Regions from separate parts of the Mus musculus genome. Here all the other regions are linked to region 3. A link is a contact called in public HiChIP or PLAC-seq and Micro-C data. All regions are on one chromosome and are shown on one strand. The core of a region is the stretch at or near the end of the contact, and the rest is flanking DNA. Distances in the headings are between cores, read along the strand shown.

Evidence for each region. A called contact is a pair of places that touch in the nucleus more often than the background predicts. HiChIP or PLAC-seq counts read pairs in DNA pulled down with a chosen protein or histone mark.
Region 1: a Micro-C map of embryonic stem cells shows a contact between it and region 3, with 2.9 times the contacts expected there. The contact joins the promoter of Tppp3 here to the promoter of Esrp2 in region 3. A contact is called at or near these places in 2 of 39 promoter capture datasets (fetal liver and neural stem cells), 2 of 484 Hi-C or Micro-C datasets (both in embryonic stem cells), 1 of 115 datasets of contacts at active chromatin or transcription factors (pancreatic cancer cells) and 1 of 9 other capture datasets (pancreatic islet).
Region 2: an H3K4me3 HiChIP or PLAC-seq map of embryonic stem cells shows a contact between it and region 3, with 11 read pairs. The contact joins the promoter of Ripor1 here to the promoter of Esrp2 in region 3. A contact is called at or near these places in 5 of 39 promoter capture datasets (the C10 cell line, cranial neural crest, fetal liver and 2 more), 1 of 15 datasets of contacts at CTCF or cohesin (large pre-B cells), 2 of 484 Hi-C or Micro-C datasets (both in embryonic stem cells), 9 of 115 datasets of contacts at active chromatin or transcription factors (bone marrow-derived macrophages, double positive thymocytes, embryonic stem cells and 3 more) and 1 of 9 other capture datasets (liver).

The regions. Positions count from the first base shown.
Region 1 is chr8:105,470,080-105,473,427 of GRCm38.p6, reverse strand. Tppp3 (tubulin polymerization-promoting protein family member 3) reads left to right here and starts at 2,006. Exons shown (of 4, transcript NM_026481.3): 1 at 2,006-2,148. It overlaps Zdhhc1 (zinc finger, DHHC domain containing 1), which reads left to right. Exons shown (of 14, transcript NM_175160.5): 12 at 129-222; 13 at 359-437; 14 at 547-1,005. The coding sequence ends at 827.
Region 2 is chr8:105,603,607-105,606,956 of GRCm38.p6, reverse strand. It overlaps Ripor1 (RHO family interacting cell polarization regulator 1), which reads right to left and starts at 1,728. Exons shown (of 22, transcript NM_001081241.2): 1 at 1,607-1,728.
Region 3 is chr8:106,135,685-106,139,063 of GRCm38.p6, reverse strand. Esrp2 (epithelial splicing regulatory protein 2) reads left to right here and starts at 2,090. Exons shown (of 15, transcript NM_176838.2): 1 at 2,090-2,494; 2 at 2,579-2,707. The coding sequence starts at 2,297. 1810019D21Rik (RIKEN cDNA 1810019D21 gene) reads right to left here. Exons shown (of 4, transcript NR_040346.1): 2 at 1,714-1,897; 3 at 1,520-1,595; 4 at 341-1,236.

The DNA of each region.
Region 1 (3,348 bases), core at 757-3,256, 670 kb after region 3:
AAACATGGGTCTGGGACCAGCTCAGCACAGTCTTGGATGGATTAGTCTCTGTCCTGCTAGGAAGGGAACCTCTAGCAGGAGGGACTCCGGGGCAGCATCTAGAGTTTGCTCTCTGGCTTTTACCTCAGTCCTTCCCAGTTTCTTGCCACCCAAGGCCAAGTGGAACCACCACTACCCTCCTCCTCAGACACACTGGCTCTGCCTCCACGGATCCAACCCCAGGTAGGAGGGACTGGGTTTGGACCTCTGCCCAAGAAGAGGGACATGGAAAAGAAGCCTGCACTCTGATGAGCGCCTCTGCTGCTTTCGGCAAAGTGGGGTCTGGAGAAGCAGCCCACACTTCCCTCTGTCTTTACAGAAAAAGAGGAAGCGGCGAGTGTATAGATTGCCCAGGTCTGGGGTCTTGGACCGAGAGCTCCCACTGCCCAGGTTACGGGGTGAGCGCCGCTCTCTGCTTGGATCCTATTGGATTAGTTCGTGGGAGGGAAAGGTTTTAAAGCCCTAGCTGCAGCCCTTATCTCAATCTAAGTCCCCCTCTGTGCGCAGAGACTGGGACTCCTAGCCGCCGCTCCAGCTCTTCATCTGATTCCACCAGTGCCAGCCCAGTGCATGCTGGTGGCTCTGCAGGCGCCTACTACTCGGCATCAGCTGAGTCCATGGAAGAGATTCCAGTGGCCCAGACGCGCCTGGGCAGTGCCGCACTGGGTGCCCCAGGAGCCAGGGGTCGAGAGTCTGGGCTGGCTCTACAGGCACGTTCGCCTGCTGTTTTTGTGAGCCCGAGCAGTGGCGAGCCCGGAACACCTGGAGGCGGCGACGGCCTGCCTTAGCCCACTAAGGCTAAGGACTAGAGGCAGGAGGGCCTTGACTCTATGCAACACCCCACATTCGCGTAACGAGTGCACTTTAGGGACCTCAAGGTCGACAGGATCGGCCTTCCTTACCCAAGACTCAGCAATATCCGCTCCACCAGCCCTGATGCCCCAATAAACTTTTTTTTTTTTTTAATGCTTTTGCGGACTTAATGCTTATTTTCATAGTGGAAAAATCCATGGATCTCACAGAAGCAGGACCACCATTGCTAGCTTGGGGCAGAGAAAGAGGGGCGGGTTAGGAAAGGTCTCTGGACAGGGTTTTTCTTTTAAGTGTTGGGAATCAAAAACATGGGGTCTTGTTCAAGAACTACCACTCTCCTCTGTCCCTTCTCCCATTTCCCAGGGTAGCCTCGAAAATTTGAATCTACTGCTTCAGTCTCCCGAATCCCCAGATTGCAGGCTTGTGCTACCACACCCACCCAGCAAGGTTTATTAATTAATTAATTAATCAATTAATATTTAGTATTTTTATTTAGTTTTTTATTTAGTATTTGCAGTTGGAAACTGAAGAGGAAGCAGGCTAGGGAGGCGCATTGGAACAAGAAGCTGTGAGGCGGGGAGACGAGAATGGGAGGAGGCAGCCATTCTCCGAAATTTAGGAATTGCTGCCACAAAAGTACCCAGCATTTGGGGGGGTGGGGTGGGTAAGAATGCGTGATCCACTGATTGTCTCAGTCTTCTAGTGCTTCAGAATGTGGCCTGCTGAGAACCTAGGAATGAGTGAATGCCACAGGGTTAGCGGCAGCTGTGGTCTTGGAGCCAGCTGTAGATCCTTGTCAATGAGGGGCGGGATCCCCTTCTTCAGTTCAGCTCCTAGACAATCTCAGGTGGATTCTTTCAGCAGTCCCTTGAGGGTTGGGGACAATGGAATTTGGGGGGGGGCTGTTTTCCCATTGGCCATGGGAGTTCCTATCTTAGGACATCCAGGACTGCAGAGGGCAGCTCTGACCGCTTGAGGACCGCGGTTGAAGGGGAGGAGCAGGATAAGGCTGTCGCTGCAATTCTGCGGGCCCAGCGCCCACAGAGCACATAGGGCGGGGTCTGGTGGGAGGAGCTAGCGTGACCTTGGTCACTCTCCCGCCGAGACAGCCTAGGGGGTGGGACTCACTGTCTCTATGGTGACCGAGAAACAGGGGATAATACTACGGAGCCGCCCGGGCTGCAGTCCCGCCCGGGAGCCGGCAGGGAGCGGAGCTGTGGAGCCTCCTGGTCTCCAGCATCAGTTCCTGGGTCCTGTCCGAAGGCACGCTCAGGAGCAGCCAAGCGGTAGAAGCCGGTAGGAGACTGAACATCGACCACCCTAATTCGTATCCCCCAAAAGGAGGGGTGGGTGGGAGCAGCCTGAACCAACCTCAGATGGTACTGAGCTGAGCCTATCAGCTGAACACCCCGGCCCTGGCCCCAAGGGTTCCACACACACTCCTGCCCCCACCTTCTTGCCAGGCTGATTGATGACTGCAGCTGTCCCAGCAGGAGCTGACGAGCGGATTCAGTTCAGAGGCATGAACACTGTGCCCAGGGTCTGAGGACCCCAGAGCAGCTGCTGTGATTCTGTTCCACATCAACAGCCCCCAAATTCATCTTCCCATAGACAGGAGTGAGCAGTAGCCTCAGGATCCTCCCATTTCCTTGAGAAGAGCATCATGTAGCACCCCAAACTCCCCTGGACACATTTACCTGTGGTGTTCAAGTACAGGGCTTTGGGTCCCCGGGCGGGTTGACATCTTTGGGAGAGGCAAAGGGTGTGGCGGACCCCATTTACAGACCCACAGAGGTCCCTGCAGAGTGCAATCTCTGGGTTTCTGAGTCTTAAAAATTGCAACTTATGGATGAGTAGGTGTGGTCACCAGAAAAGGCCTTTCAGTGTGGACCAACTAGTAATGGAAGAAGAGGAAGTTGTTCGGGGGCCAGGTTGTGGTCATTGGACACTTTTTTTTTTTTCCCCTAAGAGGCAAGGTAAAGATGGTGGCTGAGAACAGGAGGCTGCAGTGGGTGTGGTGATGGTGGTATGTCTTAACATGATGCCTGGCGATGCCAGTGCTGGTTAGACTCTGAGGGGCTTTAGGTCAGGTCTGTGTCAATAGCTTTAGCATATGAGTAAAGAGAGAGTGCTGAGGGTGTGGTCAGGGAACTCTGCGCGTGTGTGGTGGTGGGTGTTCAATGCTTTGCATGGAAGTATGGAAGTGTTACTGCATAGACTGGGAGATTTCAAGGCAGGGCTGTGTCAGAAGCTGTAGCTATATGGATGAACGGGAATGCTCCAAGGGTATGGCCAGGGGGCCTTTGTAAGGGTGCAGAGTCCAGCTAGTGACTGTGGTTGGGGTCTTCAGGATGTGAGTTAAAAGGATGCAAAATGGATGCAGTGTACACAGGGTTTGATTTGGAGAGGGACTTTCAGGGTGGGGCTGAGGGTGTGGTCAGAGATCTGCAATGGAGCTCTGAGGAGGGTGTGGTCAGGGGTCTGTAGTAGGACATG
Region 2 (3,350 bases), core at 479-2,978, 530 kb after region 3:
TCAGCTGTAGGGCTACAGTAGACTGAGGTAAACAGAAGCTATAAATAACCCAGGCAAAAGGGTGGCTGCAAGGGAGAAGGGGGTCGCGCGCAAAAGCCTGTCCCTGTCTCCATGGCAACTGCCCCAAACCTAGTTGCTGACGTCATCTGGCAGCCGCCAACCAGAACTGCCACTGAAAAGGGGAGGGGGGCCTGCTATGGCCTAAGACCCCCACCCCACCCCGGAACCGGGTGGAGACTACTTAGTGGCCTCACTTCCTGCCAGCCTCCTCCCTGGTCAGCTGGTCACATTCCCTGTCCCGCCGCGTTCTGGGAGCTGGACAGCCTCCCCCGGCTAGGTCTGGCTAGGTCGCGAGTCCCAGCGGTGGCGGATTGGGAACGCTCTGACTCACTCTCGCCCTCCTCGCCTGGTTTTCCACCTAGGCAGATCCTAGTCCAAACGCCTTGTGCGCTCCCCTCCCTCCCACCCAAACCCAGGCCCAGGGACTGCTCATCTCGCTCTGCTGCCCACAGGGCCCAGGACTGTGTGGGAGGTAGACGAGGGAGCCTTGGCAGTCCTTGTCCGGCTGTAGTGCTCCCAACCCCCACTGTCAATACTAGAGAGGTGGATAGTGAATTCTTGCTTCTTCCCAACCCAGCTGTGTGACCTTGAAAATGCTGCTAACCTCTCTGGCCCAGTATTTACATCTGCCAGATGGTCATACACCTTCTCAGAAGGCTGCATGTCAGTCGAATGTGCAGGTCCAAGACGCACGCAGCCACATAGACGGTGGCCAGGACACCGTTATTATTGTATTAGATTTTACACACGAGACCAGCCTGCACGCACATCAGAAATGATTTGGAAGGGCCGGTAAGAGAGGTCACACTCAGACTTAACTTAAGATAGGAGGACAGAGGGTCCTAAAAGCTGACATAGCCGGGGCTCTAGCCCTGGTTGAACAACCCCTTCCCCAAACCAGTTCTACAGGATGCTTAGTTCTGACTGTTTGCTGAGTCCCCATAGCAGCTTCCATTTCCAGGGACAGGGTCTGTCGACCGCCGCCAAAACGACCTTCTCCAGCTTCAGCTTCGGTTTGGGTGGAGAGTGTGGCCTCGGGCAAATTCAGTCTTCAGTCACCTCGGGCCTGGCCCCAAAGCAGCTTAGGTCGACCAGGGCCAGGAACACTAGCTAGCTCATCTAGGGGGTCTCCTGCACCCTGTCGCCCCGTTCCCATTCCCAGATCAGCCTCTGCCGCACCGCAGGCTCCAGGATAAAGCCAATCCCAGGCCCAGAAAGGCGTCTCAGGCTCGCCCTCGGGCCTGCCCACAGTGGAGCCCCGGGGCACTGCCGTGGCGGCCTGGGCGCGGAAGGGAAGGGAGGAGGCGGCGGGCGCGGCAGAGCCGGAGGCGGCGGCTTTTGTGGGGCGAAGCTGCGTTCTCCGTGCCCGGGGTGGGGGTGGGGGTGGGGAGAAAAGACACGGCGCGATCCGGGTCGCGAGAACGGGGTGAGGCGGGACCCGGTCGCAAGTCCGGGAGCCGATGGGCGGCGCGGGTGCAGGACGCACGGGATCCACAGCTCGCCCCTTCTCCCCGCCACGGCCTTAGGAAACGGCGCGGACACTCACATGGCTGCGCTGGGCTGCAAGGACCTCGCGCTGTCGGTACTCTCGGCGTTGCCCGGCCTGCTCGCGCTGCAGCTGCCGCTGTCGCCGCGGCCGGCGCCTGCCCCTCCCTCCTCTCCGCCGCCCCGCCCCGCCCCTCTGGGCCCCACCTCCTGCGCTCCCCTCCGGCTCCCGCACCCCGAAGGGGCGCCCACAGCTCGCTCCGCCTTCGCGAGTTACCCGGCAGAGTGGTCTGCCTACCGTGTCAACCAGCTTGTGGAAAGGGAGAGCGAAGGGAGAGCGAAGGTGTCTGCGGGAACCGGACAGCTTCCTGGGAACTGCATGCAGACCTTAAATCTGGGGTAGGGGGCGCTAGGGAACCCCTCCTACTTGCCTCTTACCCAGATCTCTGCAGCTCTAAAGACCTCAGGCTCCCTTCCTGTCACCATAAACAGGTTCTTGGAGCTGACACGGAAAGTTGGGGTGGTTGGAGGAAGTGCTTAGGGTCTGGAGAGGCTTAGATAAGGGAACCAGAATCTGGCCTAACCGTCGCACACCTTCTGGGTTGAAGTTCTGCCCCTCATCCCTTCCCACTTTTTCAGCCAGCCTCAGTTTCCCGCTGTAGGATCAGAGAGCCTTTTCGACAACGTCTTCCTTATAAATAGGGCTCATAGCTAGGCCAGGCAAGCGTGTAACCACTCAGCGGGTACTGCTTTCTGGGGAGTTACAGATTTTGTTTCTGGGATATAAGTGACTAACCTGGTAAGGTCTGGGTATGCGTACTGGGAACATACATTGGCCATGGGGGTCAAAGGCAAAAATGAGTTATGGTGTAACAGAGAGCTGGCCTGACCAACAAGCTGACTCCAATCCCCTACCCCTCCCATTATTAACCAGATGCTATTAGCTCTCTCCAACCCCCTGTCCCTATCCTCCACCTCTTGGCGTTCCTGTTTCCTGCAACATCTCATCTTTTGAGGTAGGTCAGGCATACTCAGGGGTGGTCTGATGGATTTTAAGAGGTGCCTGAATTTCTGAGCCTGACACTGATCCTGAGCGTAGGTCTCAACAACCCGATATGGTAGGATTCTGGAATACCAACATCTTCATCCCCCTAGGCTCTTTCCAGAGACACCCTCAGCCTCTTTCTCAACCCTCCAGGCTTTTCCCCCAGAACACTTGCTTGTTCCAGAGCCCTGGATGCCCTTGTGAATGCCCCCATCCCTTTCCCAGGATTTTTTTTTCTTTTAAACACAGGGTCTAACACTATGTAGCCCTGGCTGTTCTGGAACTCTCTCTGTAGAGCAGGCTGGCCTCAAACACCCAGAGATCACCCAGAGATCTACCTGCCTCTGCCTCCCAAGTGCTGGGATTAAAGGCATGCGCCACCACTGCCGGGCTCTTTTTTTTTATTTTTTATTTAATTTATTTAGTTTTATTTTATGTGCATTGGTGTTTTGCCTGCATGTATATCTGTGTGAGGATGTCAGATCCCCTGGTACTGGAATTACAATTGTGAGTGATTGGCCTGTGGGTGCTGGGAATTGAATCCAGGTTCTCTGGAAAAAACAGCCAATGTTTTGAACTGCGGAGCCATCTCTCCAGACCCCCCTCCCCAGAACTCTCAAAACTTGTCGTCCCTGGACCTCTGGCTAGCTCTAAAGCTTCCCCCTTCAGCAAAAGATTCTTCAAGTACTTTTTCGGCAGATGACCTCTTCTCTTTTTTTCTCGGTCAAGTTTCTGACCAACTCCTCTCAGACCTTGAATC
Region 3 (3,379 bases), core at 841-3,340:
TCAGCTACTAATCTTATTGGCTTTGTTGATTTAGGGCCTGGAACTTTCAAAACTGAGCCCAAACTATCTTGGATCTTGTAGCTATGAGTGCAGAGGCACCTCTAGCTGGGTTCCTAAGCACTTGAGAAAATCAGACTTGCAAGGTCATCCTCTATCGAGTACATGGTATAGAAACAAAACGGGGATGTAAGAGGGCTTGCTTGAGTTCTGTGCCCAGGACCCACTTGTGGAAGGAGAGGACCAAGTCCCACAAGCTGTTCTCGGACCTCCACCCTGGCACTGTGCCTTGTGCGTGCCTACACAAAAACAAATAAAGGTGATAAAGCAAAATACCAAAGACTTTGAAGTTCTGGAATTGTTTTAATATGGGGAATGCCTGGTTGAGAGAACCAGAGTCGAATGAATGGAGCCGCTCAATTCTGTTGACTCTTCAGATTCGTTACCTTGCAGAAACCTGGGAACAGCCGCTTCTTTCCAGGGGGTTCGGAACAGCCAGGGATTCCACAGTCAGCAAGATCTCCCGAGAATCGGGAGGCGAGGTCTACAGGTTGAAAGGGGAGCCTTGCTCGGAGGTTGTGGGTAGAAACCGATACCAGTAGCTCTGGGATAACTGGGTAGGGAAGCCAAGACTCTGCCTCACTGAACCTGAGCCTGTAGCGAAGACCTTGTGAAGTTTAAATAGTCAGGACGATGGGTTGCAGGGGTGTCGAGAAGGAACTAGTTGGAAGGGAGTGTCCTTACCGGAAAGCCTGGACTGACGCAGGCGCGCTCCGGAATGGGAGGGAGGAGGGGAGGGGCTTTACCTCAAGGTTTCACTGGGTTCCTAGAACAAATATTTGACATTCCAGGCTTATCGTGGTAGCGGGGCTGAGTAGGCAGGCTCCGGGTGGGCCGCCTGGTGAAGGGTCTCAGGGTGTGCGCTGCGGCCACTTCTCACTATATTGGGTCGCTGTGTTCCTGCGCTATTGTGTGGACAAACCCAGAAGGCGCACTATACATTCTAGGTCCTCTGGCTCCGCACGACCTTCCTTGGGCATGAGTTAGGGATGCACCCGGGCTCTGGGTTGCCTTTTATCCAAGACCGATAGGAAGCAGCCCGCTTTTCCAAACACACAAGGTTCTTCTTCAGCCGGTGGCATCCTGTATTCTAAGTCCCACGCCAGTACCTTTTTACTCTCGCCAGAGTACTAATTACAGTCGAGTAGGTGGGAAACTATCCTGAGCCCACAGGGCGGCCTGGAAACAACAGTAAGGGAGTTTCACCAAACTGCATGGGATGAATGGGACTCTTCTGAACTGGGTTGGGGGATGCAGACTCAACTCTACACATCTCAACTCTAGCCGCTCTCTGCTGGAGTGCTTTCAATAGCCAGATAACACTTCTATCATCATCCAAGAGAGACAAAAACAAGCAGGCAAACCCCAAGTGGGGTTGGTAGGCTGAACTTCCAGATCTCTACCAGCAGACACGGCTTCATTTAGGATACAGCTCTCTAAAGTTTAAGCACGATTTTCCTACCTTGGCACCAAGGCCTGAGCCTTCAGGTCCACAGTAACGTGCGCCTTGCACTGCCGGCACTACGCCGACCCGACACCTGTATGGGCACGTCCTTCTCTGTGATCTCTAGTGACCGCCCACAGTTCTAAGAACCCTTGATCTTTACCTCCCTCCCTTTCCCCAACGGATCTCTCTCACCGACTTCCAGTGGATACCTGGTAGCGCTCACTGTCGGCTTTTGACCCTTTGTAACTTCCATTAACCTCAAGCCAGACGTCGCGACCTTTTATAGTCCCTAGATTGCCTCCTGTTGAATTCCATGGGTCTTGCGTGACCCTTGCAGAATGGAAAGAGGCCTCTGATCCTGCACATTCTTTTGCGGAGGACTCAGAGTGCCTGCTAGAGAGGAAGTAGGAGAAAGAATGGATTCGTCCCAGGAGTCTCGCCGGACTGCAGCAAGAGGTGGGACTCCAGCCGGCGAGCGCACGCCTCAGCAGAAGTGAGCTCTTGCCTCCTGGGCAGGGTTTTGGCCCTCCCGCGGGGTTCCCTGGGCCGTCCTGATCACGTGGCCTCTCCGGGCCGCAGGTAACTCGCCGGAGTAGGCAGGGATAGGCAGCCGCACCGCCCAGCCCCAAAGGGCACCGCGGGCGGGTCTCTGCAGCTCCCACTACACCCGGCCGCAGGTGCCGCCCCCAACACACCGGATCCCGCCCAAGCTCGTCTGTCTGCTGTCGGTCGGTACGTGTGTGCGCCTCGTCGGTCCGCGTGTGTGGCCGAGCGCCCCCTTCCTCTGCGGCCATGACTCCGCCGCCGCCGCCGCCCCCACCCCCGGGCCCAGATCCCGCAGTAGACTCGGCCACAGACCCTTGTCCCGAACCTCAGTCGCTGGTGGTTTTGTTCGGGGCCACTGCCGGTGCGCTGGGGCCGGACCTAGGCTCGGACGAGACCGACTTAATCCTCCTAGTTTGGCAAGTGGTGGAGCCGCGCAGCCGACAGGTAGGGTGGGAAAGAGGGGACCTCGGGACGCTTCAGAGCCTGTTGAGGCACAGCGGCTCATGGGGTTACCCTCGGTGCTTTTAGGTGGGGACGCTGCACAAGTCGCTAGTTCGCGCCGAGGCGGCTGCCCTGAGTCCACAATGCCGCGAGGCGAGTGGACTCAGCGCAGACAGCCTAGCGCGGGCGGAGTCCCTGGACAAAGTGCTGCAACAGGTGAGCGTGGGGGCCCGCGTGGGTGGTGGAACTGCGGAGTGGCAGGGACACTACTTCGAGGGGGAGGGGAGGAGGGGAGACCTGGAGCGACGCGACCCAGTGGCACGGCCAGTAGGACAAGGTCTTGTTTGAAACTTTTGAGCGACTACCGCGTGGAAGCGTGCTAGGCCATTCCCAGAGCCACCTTACCTTCCAACCTTTACAGACATCCACTCCTGCCGAGGAAGTTGACAATAGCGGCTAAGGGATCCATCCCCCCGAGGCCCCTTCCTCTCCCTCCCACTCCCCCCGCTAGCAGAGGACACGTCAGAAATAGGGTCGAGGTGGGCTCAGGTTTAGCGGTAGATCACTTGGTCTCTGCCGCCTGCTCTCCTGGGAACCGCTGAAGCGAGGGCGTCGGGCGGTGTCTGCCTCGGGGGCAGACGCCTCTAGGTGAGGCCGGCTGGTTTAGGCCTGCCTGTCCCAGCTGACTGGCCAGGCGTGGGTGAGTGGGTGCTGTCCGAACATTATCTAGGGGCTACCTGCCCAATGAGCGCAAAGGCCTAGGCGCATGCCCCCTCCCATACCCACCCCGCACCCTGGCCAAGTGGGAGTGAGTTTTCCCTGTTTGCATTGCTCACTCACCCCATGACTGAGTTGTAATGAGTGTTAAGTCCTTTCCTCTTCTGACTC